Regions from separate parts of the Mus musculus genome. Here region 1 is linked to region 2. Evidence: chromatin contacts called from public HiChIP or PLAC-seq data. All regions are on one chromosome and are shown on one strand. The core of a region is the stretch at or near the end of the contact, and the rest is flanking DNA. Distances in the headings are between cores, read along the strand shown. Region 1 has its middle 40 kb from the start of Batf. Region 2 holds the start of Tmed10 (transmembrane p24 trafficking protein 10).

What was found. HiChIP or PLAC-seq counts read pairs in DNA pulled down with a chosen protein or histone mark.
Region 1: an H3K27ac HiChIP or PLAC-seq map of acute myeloid leukemia shows a contact between it and region 2, with 4 times the contacts expected there. The contact joins the enhancer-like site here to the promoter of Tmed10 in region 2. A contact is called at or near these places in 5 of 39 promoter capture datasets (the C10 cell line, liver, neural stem cells and 1 more), 1 of 15 datasets of contacts at CTCF or cohesin (large pre-B cells), 6 of 484 Hi-C or Micro-C datasets (bone marrow-derived macrophages, embryonic stem cells, female germline stem cell-derived STRA8 germ cells and 1 more), 21 of 115 datasets of contacts at active chromatin or transcription factors (the HPC-7 cell line, the SCID.adh cell line, acute myeloid leukemia and 12 more) and 3 of 9 other capture datasets (adipose tissue, liver and pancreatic islet).

The regions. Positions count from the first base shown.
Region 1 is chr12:85,644,933-85,649,501 of GRCm38.p6, forward strand. It overlaps the pseudogene Gm33312. Among named protein-coding and RNA genes, the nearest start is that of Batf, 40 kb to the right of the region's middle. Within about 2 kb of position 3,194, at least 45 of the 459 cell types and tissues checked have an H3K27ac peak or open chromatin away from gene starts, as enhancers often do. A contact at or near this core is called in the HPC-7 cell line, acute myeloid leukemia and bone marrow-derived macrophages, where this site is marked.
Region 2 is chr12:85,372,414-85,376,656 of GRCm38.p6, forward strand. Tmed10 (transmembrane p24 trafficking protein 10) reads right to left here and starts at 2,304. Exons shown (of 5, transcript NM_026775.4): 1 at 2,028-2,304. The coding sequence starts at 2,252.

The DNA.
Region 1 (4,569 bases), core at 1,944-4,443, 270 kb after region 2:
CCACACATACATAGGCAGTGAAGGTTCTTTTGCCAAGACAAGTTAACCAATCAGATGTGAGACACGCCTCTCCTAGGCCTATATAAGCAGCACCAGTTCTGGGCTCGGGGTCTTTTCGTCTCTACAATCAAGCTCTCCCAATAAACGTGTGCAGAAGGATCCTGTTGCAGCGTCGTTCTTCCTGGCTAGTTGAGCGCGCGCAAGATAAACACACAGAACACCAGGACACCCAGGGTTGTTCACAGGAAATACCAAATGATGAGGCTCTCCTTTCACTCCTTCATGTTACCTTCTGAGAATTTGAAAACAAGCCTCTTTATCATACTGGCATGACTTCATCATTTGAGAATGCCTACATTTGGTTGGTTGAGCTGGGTGCGCTGTTTCAGATTAAAAGCTGTGAGGCCTACACAAAACCAAGCCATTCAATATTCCAGCACGGAGCAGAGAGGGGCTCAGATAACTCTCACCCCTAGCTGAGGAGCAGCTTTTAACAGTTGCTTTGAAGGCAGGAAGCCATCTTATTTAGGATTGTGGCCCCTGGTAGGTTGGCCATGCTCCAGTGGCTGCCTGCACGCATGTGTGTATGGGCGCCACCAACTTTTTAAGGACTTGAAGCGTTGGGAGTGAGGGGCAAGTGGATCCAGAGGAATGAGGAAGGAGTAGAGGCTTGCATATGGCCCAAAAATGTTATATGAATATGTAACATTCTCAAAGAATAATATAAATATATTAACTATTTTGAGAGACTGACTTCTTGCTAGGCTTCTAATACAGCAAAATTGGATATGCTCTATACTGTTCTAAAGGACAGCACACCCTGGGCCGTCTCTTGGACACCTAGTGTTTCCAGTCCTGACTCTGCTTTTTTCTATAACCCACTCTGAGCAGGTATGAACAACTCCACACAGGCACATGCAGATGGCGCCTCCTACAGGTGCAGGCCCTAAAAGTCCTGCTTCCTGTCCTGGAAGTCATCTGTGACACACACACACACACACACACACACCCTACAAATCCAGGGAGTCAATGCTTCTAGAGCCTTCTGTGATTGCTAGGGGTGAAGAGAGTGTGGAGAACTCTCTTCCCTTTCATCCTCCAGATACCTGGTCCTGAGGACCCTCCCGCCGTCCCTGGGGAGGTCTTACAGGGTTAGGAAAGGCCTGTTACAGGTTGCTGCAGAGAGGAGATGCAGAGGGAAATTGTAGAGGGGAGGTGCAGAGGGGAGCTGTAGAGGCGAGTTAGCCGTATGACATGTGTCCCGGTTGTCTCTCTCTTTGTCCTACTATGTCCTTCCTGCTCCCCCTCTGCCTCACCCTGAGCATAAGGCTTTGTTTCAGGATGTGCTTTGCAAGGGCCAGGCTAAGCTGTCAGAAGTGGTGGGCAGTGGGGAGCACAACACCTGACTTGTGTGGAGCACAGCTGCTTGGATATTCTACATGGACTGACATGTGACACAGGTAGTAAGGGCACTCGTGGCACAGTGCTCTGAAGGCCAGTGACAAAGCTGGGGTTGATGGTTACCTTTTGTCAACTGTTTTGGAAGTCAGCTGCCCATAAGTCTACAATTTCCATGAAAGCCAGAATTCACCTTGGTAGTGTTCAAGGGCGCCCGTGGCTATATAGCATCGTACCATGCTGTGCTGAGAACTAAGCCCAGAGTCAGATTGTAAAGGCAACAGACCAATCTATGAATGGATGACTCTTGATGAAGTTCCTTTCAAGAAGCCACTGGGTGTGGTGATGACACCTTTAATCCCAGCACTTGGGGGGCAGAAGCAGGCAGATCTCTAAATTCAAGGCCAGCCTGGTCTGCATAGTGAGTTCCAGGATAGACGGGAATACGCGGAGGAACCCTGCCTTGAAAACACTAAAATCTAAAAAGGAAGAAAAGCTTATTTGTTTGTTGTCTGTCTTCATACCACAGTTTGCTTATTGAGCTCAAAGAACAGCCTAAAAGAATCTGTTTTCTTCCACCATGTGGGTCCCAGGGATCAAATCCAGGTGGCCACCCTCAGCAGTAAGCTCTCTCACCTACCAAGCACATCTCCCCGTCCCCTTGATGAATTCTTTTATACCCAATTCAGGGCCCTAAAAACAAACAAACAAACAAACAAACAAACAAACAAACCACCCTAGGGCAACAGACCCTAACACCTGAAATTAGGAGGGGGTGTTTGGGTGCTATAGAAAGCAGGCAGAAGCCCAGCGGCGTGGTGGCACATGCTTTTAATCCCAGCACTCCAGAGGCAGAGGCAGAGGCAGGCAGATTTCTGAGTTCGAGGCCAGCCTGGTCTACAAAGTGAGTTCCAGGACAGACAGGACTATACAGAGAAACCCTGTCTCGAAAAACCAAAAAAATAGAAAGAAAGAAAGAAAGAAAGAAAGAAAGAAAGAAAGAAAGAAAGAAAGAAAGAAAGAAAGCAAGCAGAAGCCATGAGGAACAAGTCAGTAAGCAGCACCCCTCAGTGGCCACTCCATCAGTGACTGCCTCCAGGTTCCTGCCCCGCCTTCCCTCCGTGATGAACAGTGCTATGGAATTATACGCTAAAATGAACCCTCTCTTCCTCAAGTCACTTTTGGTCACGGTGTTGAGAACGACAGTGTCACTTTTGAGAGGGATGGCGCCTGGCCCCAGCCTGCCCCACAGTGGCGAGTTACAGTCACATCCTTCCTGTCAGTGCTTGCCAAACTGGAAGGTGTGCACTTGGGATGAAGACTCTTGGGGACTGCAGAGTCCTCACGTTCGTTCTCCAGACTCAGTGGCTTTTGGTGGGAAAAAGCTGACTAGACTCATTTAAAACCGTTCCATCCCAGCAAGAAATCAGAAATGATACCACACCCTCTGCACGGGCAACTGCAGAGAAAGAGCGCCTGAAGCCAGAACCCAGAGGATGCGGGTGATCGTGGTCCCAACAGACCCCCATTGGACTCACTGACCCCTGAGAAGGGTGGATTGCAGAGGGTGATGGTTGACTACTGTGATTCTAGACTACTGTTGGCAGTGTGCTGGGGGGTGGTCACTCAGGCAAGGCATTCTTACTCTCCATCAACAGGTAGGATAAATAATAATAGTAGTTCACTTTAACTGGTACCATTGCTTGGATGTTGAACATCTTCCAAAGGCCCATGCGTTAGTGACTTGAACCTCAGCCTGTGGTGCTGTTAGGAAGTGGTTGGACTTTAGAGAAGTATAGCTATGTAGGAGGAAGTTAGTTCACTAGTGGTGTGTCCTCAAAGAGGATATTGGGACCCCAGCTCCTTCCTCTCTTCTTTGGGTTTTCTGGTTGCTAGGACATGAGTGACTTCCTGTGCCATGGTCTCTGGCTCATCACAGGTCCAAGGCCACAGGGTCAAGCAACTTGGAACCAAAGCCTCAGAAATAACAGACTAATCCCAAGTGCATGGTTATCTTGGATATTCTGTTGGAGCAGTGGAAAGCTGACTAATAAATGGCAACTGTTTTCAGTTCTAATTGGTAAATGTATTCTTCTCCTGTTTCACCAATGGGAGGGTCTAAATCAGCTTCCTCTCACATGGGAAAGCCAGAAGCATCCGTTCAGTGTCTAGCTTAGGGGTTACTTTGACTCTCCCGCTCTCCATCCTACTGTGACTCATGGGAAGTTTGGGCCTCTTGACACTCCATAGTCTCCTGAGGCTCCCACTGGATGGGTGTCATTATGCTCACGAGACCCTCAGAGCAAGGAGTGGCAATCACCAGACACCTAGTAAGCACAGAGGTGAGAGACAATGGGAAAGAAACCCTAGGTGGATGTGTCGACCTGCCACGTTGACAACATTCTCAGGTCGCCATTGGTCTGAAATCTCCAAAGCGTCCCTTCAAAGCAAGACTCAAGTTACTGCATGTTATACCTGCCACAGAGAAGGGGCCATGGCCTTAGCAGACCTCTGGGTTTGGAGACAACATAGTTTAAGTATTGGGGATAGTGCTCTAGCCCATGCCAGTGACTTGGAAACCTGACAGTTTCCAGGCTCTGCAGATTGTCCACCCTGCAGCTGTAGCTCATCCGTCATCTATACCATATAACTAATGAGACACCAGAGCCAAAAAGGCCATGGCACATTTGGCCTCCTCTAGATGGTTCCACTAGACAGAGCCCAGGGTAGTCCACACTAACCTATACCTGGTGTTGGGAAGTCCTTTGCCATCTCTTGCCCAGAGACACTCAGGATTTAAATGGAGGCCATTCAACCCAACAGTTTCTTGAAATGGCCTCCTCCTCCTCCTCCTCCTCTTCTTCCTCTTCCTCCTCCAGCTTGGGCAGGGGAGGGGGTCATGCAGAAAGCAGCAGCCCCTCCCTCATGCTGGGGTAAGAGAGGATGTGGTCCCATGTGGACTCTGTTTTGCTTTGCAAAGCTGTGTCTATTCCTCCATGCTCAGATTCCCAAACCAGGTAAAAGGATAATCACCCTAAAAACAGCTCTTTCTGCACATGGTGACCTGCTGCACCTTGCTGTCTCTGTAAATGCCTCAATTTAAAAACTCTTATTTTTTTTTAAGATTTATTATTATTTTTAAGTACACTGTAGCTGTCTTCAGGCACGCCA
Region 2 (4,243 bases), core at 1,054-3,553:
TAGCAGAGAAAGGAGGGTAACTGAGTGTTGGTGAAATACTAGTGAGTTGAGCACAACTTCCTTCCTGCTGGCGCCATCCCTTTAGCAGCCTGTGAGCATCCCAGCGTTCACTAGCGTAAGGTTGGACCATGTTCCTGTTTTCACTGAATGCTTACCAGAAGCAAGGCATTATCCTTAACATTCTAGAAAATATGAACAGGAAAACAACCCCTACCCTTAGGAAACTACTAAGAGCTAAGAAGGGAGACAAAGGATAAGCAGGCGAGCTACAGCGAGCGCTGTTCAGGGAGGCCCTATTTAGAACACAAATTAGAAACTAGCAACATATGAAGCTTCAAGACATCCCATGAGGAGTTCTACAGCACATGTGGGCAAAGGCAGATGGTCAGACAGGCAACAGTGGACCCTGGAAGGGTTTCAAACACAGACTCAGGAGAGACCGCAACACTGAAGAGCAAGGTCTCTTTGGCTGCTCAGATTCTTTGATTCTAGGCACGACTTCTACTCTGGAGCCAGCATTAACAAAGCCCAACCAAGCCGGGCGTGGTTTAAATCCTGGGCAGAGGCAGGTGGATTTCTGAGTTCGAGGCCAGCGTGGTCTACAAAGTGAGTTCTAGGACATCCAGGACTATACAGACAAACCCTGTCTTGAACCCCCCCACCCCCCAAAAAAAGCCCAACCATTGTATCTGTATCTTTAAAATGTACTACCAACACTTTCTTGGCTGACAATTCAATATTTAAAGGGATAATAAAAAGATGGCACACAAAACAATAACCCTGAAAATAGTTTTTCTCTCCCAAATAAAGTCTGTTACATTATCACTACTGTGGCCCAATACTTTAAATATAAACAATATAGCTGAAGCTTGTTAAGATGCTCAGGGGGTTAGATCACTTGTTCCACTTTCAAAAGACCCAAGCTGGGGTCCCAGCACCCATATGGTGGCTCATAACCATCTTGAACGTCCAATCTAGAAAACTTGATGCCCTCTTCTGGCCTCCATGGGCTCTAGGCACCCACCAGGTATACATACATACATGCAGCCAAAATTAAAAAAAAAAAAAAAAAAAAACTTAAATAAACTGTTTCTATTTGGCTTAAGAATGTGACGTTTTCCTTCTGTTAAAAAGAAACAACAACAAAATAACTAGTGCTTATTGTGAATGAACACAACTATTCAGAACACAACCAACTCCACTATTAACAACTCAAAAATCTAGTCAAGCAAAACTCCACTGAAAACTGGGACCAAATGGCATTAAGTAAAGTAGCTGTCAGCATACAGGGATCTAGGTGACCCTGGTGTAACTAAAAGAAGGGACTAGAGACTATGACCATCTTGTGATCAATAATAAATCCCAGGAATCACAAATAAGCAAAAGGAAGGTTTTAGCACTTTTCCATCAATACACTTAGCTGGTCAAATCCATCTCCAACGATTGTTCACCCTACTTGAGCCTCAGTTTCTGAGTCTATATAACGAGGCCCATGGTTCCATAGGGTAGTGTTTGAACTAAACGCACAACTTTAAGTGGCACAGGAAGTGACGCTTCAGGTGCCTAATGAACAACACATTTTATCAGTCACAGCCAACGTTATTGTCTGCTTTATTCGGTAGGTGTTGAGGTATCTTATGATGCCAACCCCCCATTGATCCTCGAAACATTGCTCAGGAAAATCACGTTAATTCCTCGATTCCTGAGACTTCACAAGACACAGAACCCCGATGACAGCCCGAAGTGGAAACAGCCCTAGGTCTCCGGACTCTAGGTCCGCCAAGGCAGAACTCTGCCCTTCCAAGGGCCCCGACTTTGGCGCGCGGCCCCGCCCCGCGAACCCCAACGCGCGGGGTGAAGGGGCGGTCCCCACCGCGCAGACTTAGCGTTCAGGGATGAGGTTGGGGGGAGGCCAGGCCATGCCCCAGCCTCCGCCCGCTCGCCGGCCCGCCGGCCTCCCCCTACCTCGGCCTTCCCCGGACTACGCCTGCCTTCCTGCCGCCCACCGCCGCGCCCCGCCGCCGCACCTTGAGGTGGGTGCGCAGGCCGCCAGCGCCCCCAGACTGGTCGGTGATCTCGTAGGCGCCCGTCACCAGCAGGTCCTTGTGGATCTCCTCTCGGAGACACTTGCGAGAGTTCACGGGCAGATGGAAGGAGATGCCGAGGACCGAGCTGGGGCCGAGCAGCAACAGAAAGAGCCAGGCGGACGGGAGAGGGCCAGGCCGGGAGAGTGGGCCAAACAAACCAGACATGGTGCCGGAGCCTCGTTCACCACCCGGGGCCTCTAGCGCGCCGGAACCGGGAGCACCCACGTGACGCGCCTCTGCCCTGGCGAGGCCGTCCGCGCCATTTTGGAGATTGGCTAAACAGAAAAGGAATGTAAAGCAAATAACTTCTAAGAGGAAGCAAAGATTTGGTAGTATGTCATAACTACGAGTTTAAGGGTCTATAGAGAAGTCCCCAGGAGTTTTTCGTACACGTTTTATTTTTTAATGGTGGTGAAATACTTCCGAGTGAGCCATAGTAAGTATGGGCAGCCTCGGAAGTAATTGTTTTAAGCCCCCGGAAGCGGTTCATGCGAGTTTTTAAAATCGACGACACCATAGCAACCAGCCCCCAATAAGAAACAGCCACAAGGCCTTCTCTGAGCCCGCCCACCAGCTGCGTAGACTCGGGGCTAAGGCACCAGAGGAATTTCGGTGTCCTAACGCTTACTCCAAAGGGTGTTGGGACAGTGGAGCACTGAAGAGGGAAAACATAAGAGAAAATTTTAATTTGGCTTTTAGTGAGTGTGGGTTGCTAACTCAGAGGAGAGTGCGTAGAGGTCAGCGGGTGAATGTGGATTGGCAGGTATCCAGTTAATGCAAGTTGGGTGTTCCCAACGCACTTATTTATTTAAGACACATCAATAGTCTTCTGCGATAAACTGCACTCAAACCAACATTTAAATTTTTGTTTTGGTCCAGTCAGTGATGAGCATAAAATATTATTTTACCAGATGAGTGTTGTCAAGGGGAAGAAACGGCGTGTTTCGAAAGCATGTTCTGTACCTCCGATAGGTCTTTTTGGTTTTGTTGTTGGTTTGGTTTGTTTCTTTGGATTTTTTTTGTTTGTTTGTTTGTTTCTTTTCTTTCTTTCTTTTGTGTGTGTTTTGTTTTATTTGTTTCTGTTTTTCGAGATAGGGTTTCTCTGTATAGCCCTGGCTGCCCTGGAGCTCACTCTGTAGACGAGGCTGGCCTTAAACTCAGAAATCCACCTGCCTCTGCCTCTCAAGTATTGGGGTTAAAGGCGTGTGCCACCACTGCCCCGGTGGTTTGGTTTTTTGAGACAGGGTTCTTTGTGTAGCCCTGGCTCTCCTAGAACTCTAGAGACCAAGCTGGCCTCGAACACACAGAGATTCACCTGCCTCTGCCTTCTGAGTGCTGGTTTTAAAGGCATGCACCACTGCCCTGCTCTTTTGTAGTAAACTGATTTGTATAGGAATTGTTCATCCATCCGTTAGTAAGTCTTGATTACCTACTACGTGCTAGAGAGACTACAATCATTATGTCTAATGTGTTTATTGAGGTACATCCTTTCTGCTCAATAAACTGAGCACCAAACAATGGGAATACACACCTTTAGTCCCACCAGGGCTACACAGAGAAACTCTGTCTTGAAAATCCAAAAAGCAAACACACAGGTAAAATTCATGTCCATAAAATAAGTCAACAGACTTAGCAATCTTATGTTAAATCAGGGATAAAGTAATCAAACTAAATATTCCTTAAGAAAATAATTCCTATATAGTATTTATCGATTTAAAGAAATATTTAGTGCCTGGCACAGTGGCACAAACCTTTAGTCCCAGCACTTGGGAAACAGAGACACATGTAGCTCCTTGAATGGAGGCCAGCCTAGTCTACATATTGGGTTCCAGGACAGCCAGAACTACATAGTGAGTCTGTAACAAAACAAAACAAAAACAAAACAAAAGTTTAGCATCTTTATGTTGCAACTATAACAAGTGTTATGGAGCTAAAAAAAATATACCAAGAACCATGCTCAATATATCATGCCTGTAATCGCAGGGTTTGGAAGACCGAGGGAAGAGGATGGCCTTGAGATGGAAGCCAGCTGGGACTGTATAGTGAGTTCCAAGCCAGCCTGGGGTACATGTCTCAGAAAGCAGATACTACAACACCCAAGAATAAACAGTAGCCTATGCGTGTAACTGTAATCTGTTTTAATCAATGTCTCTTGA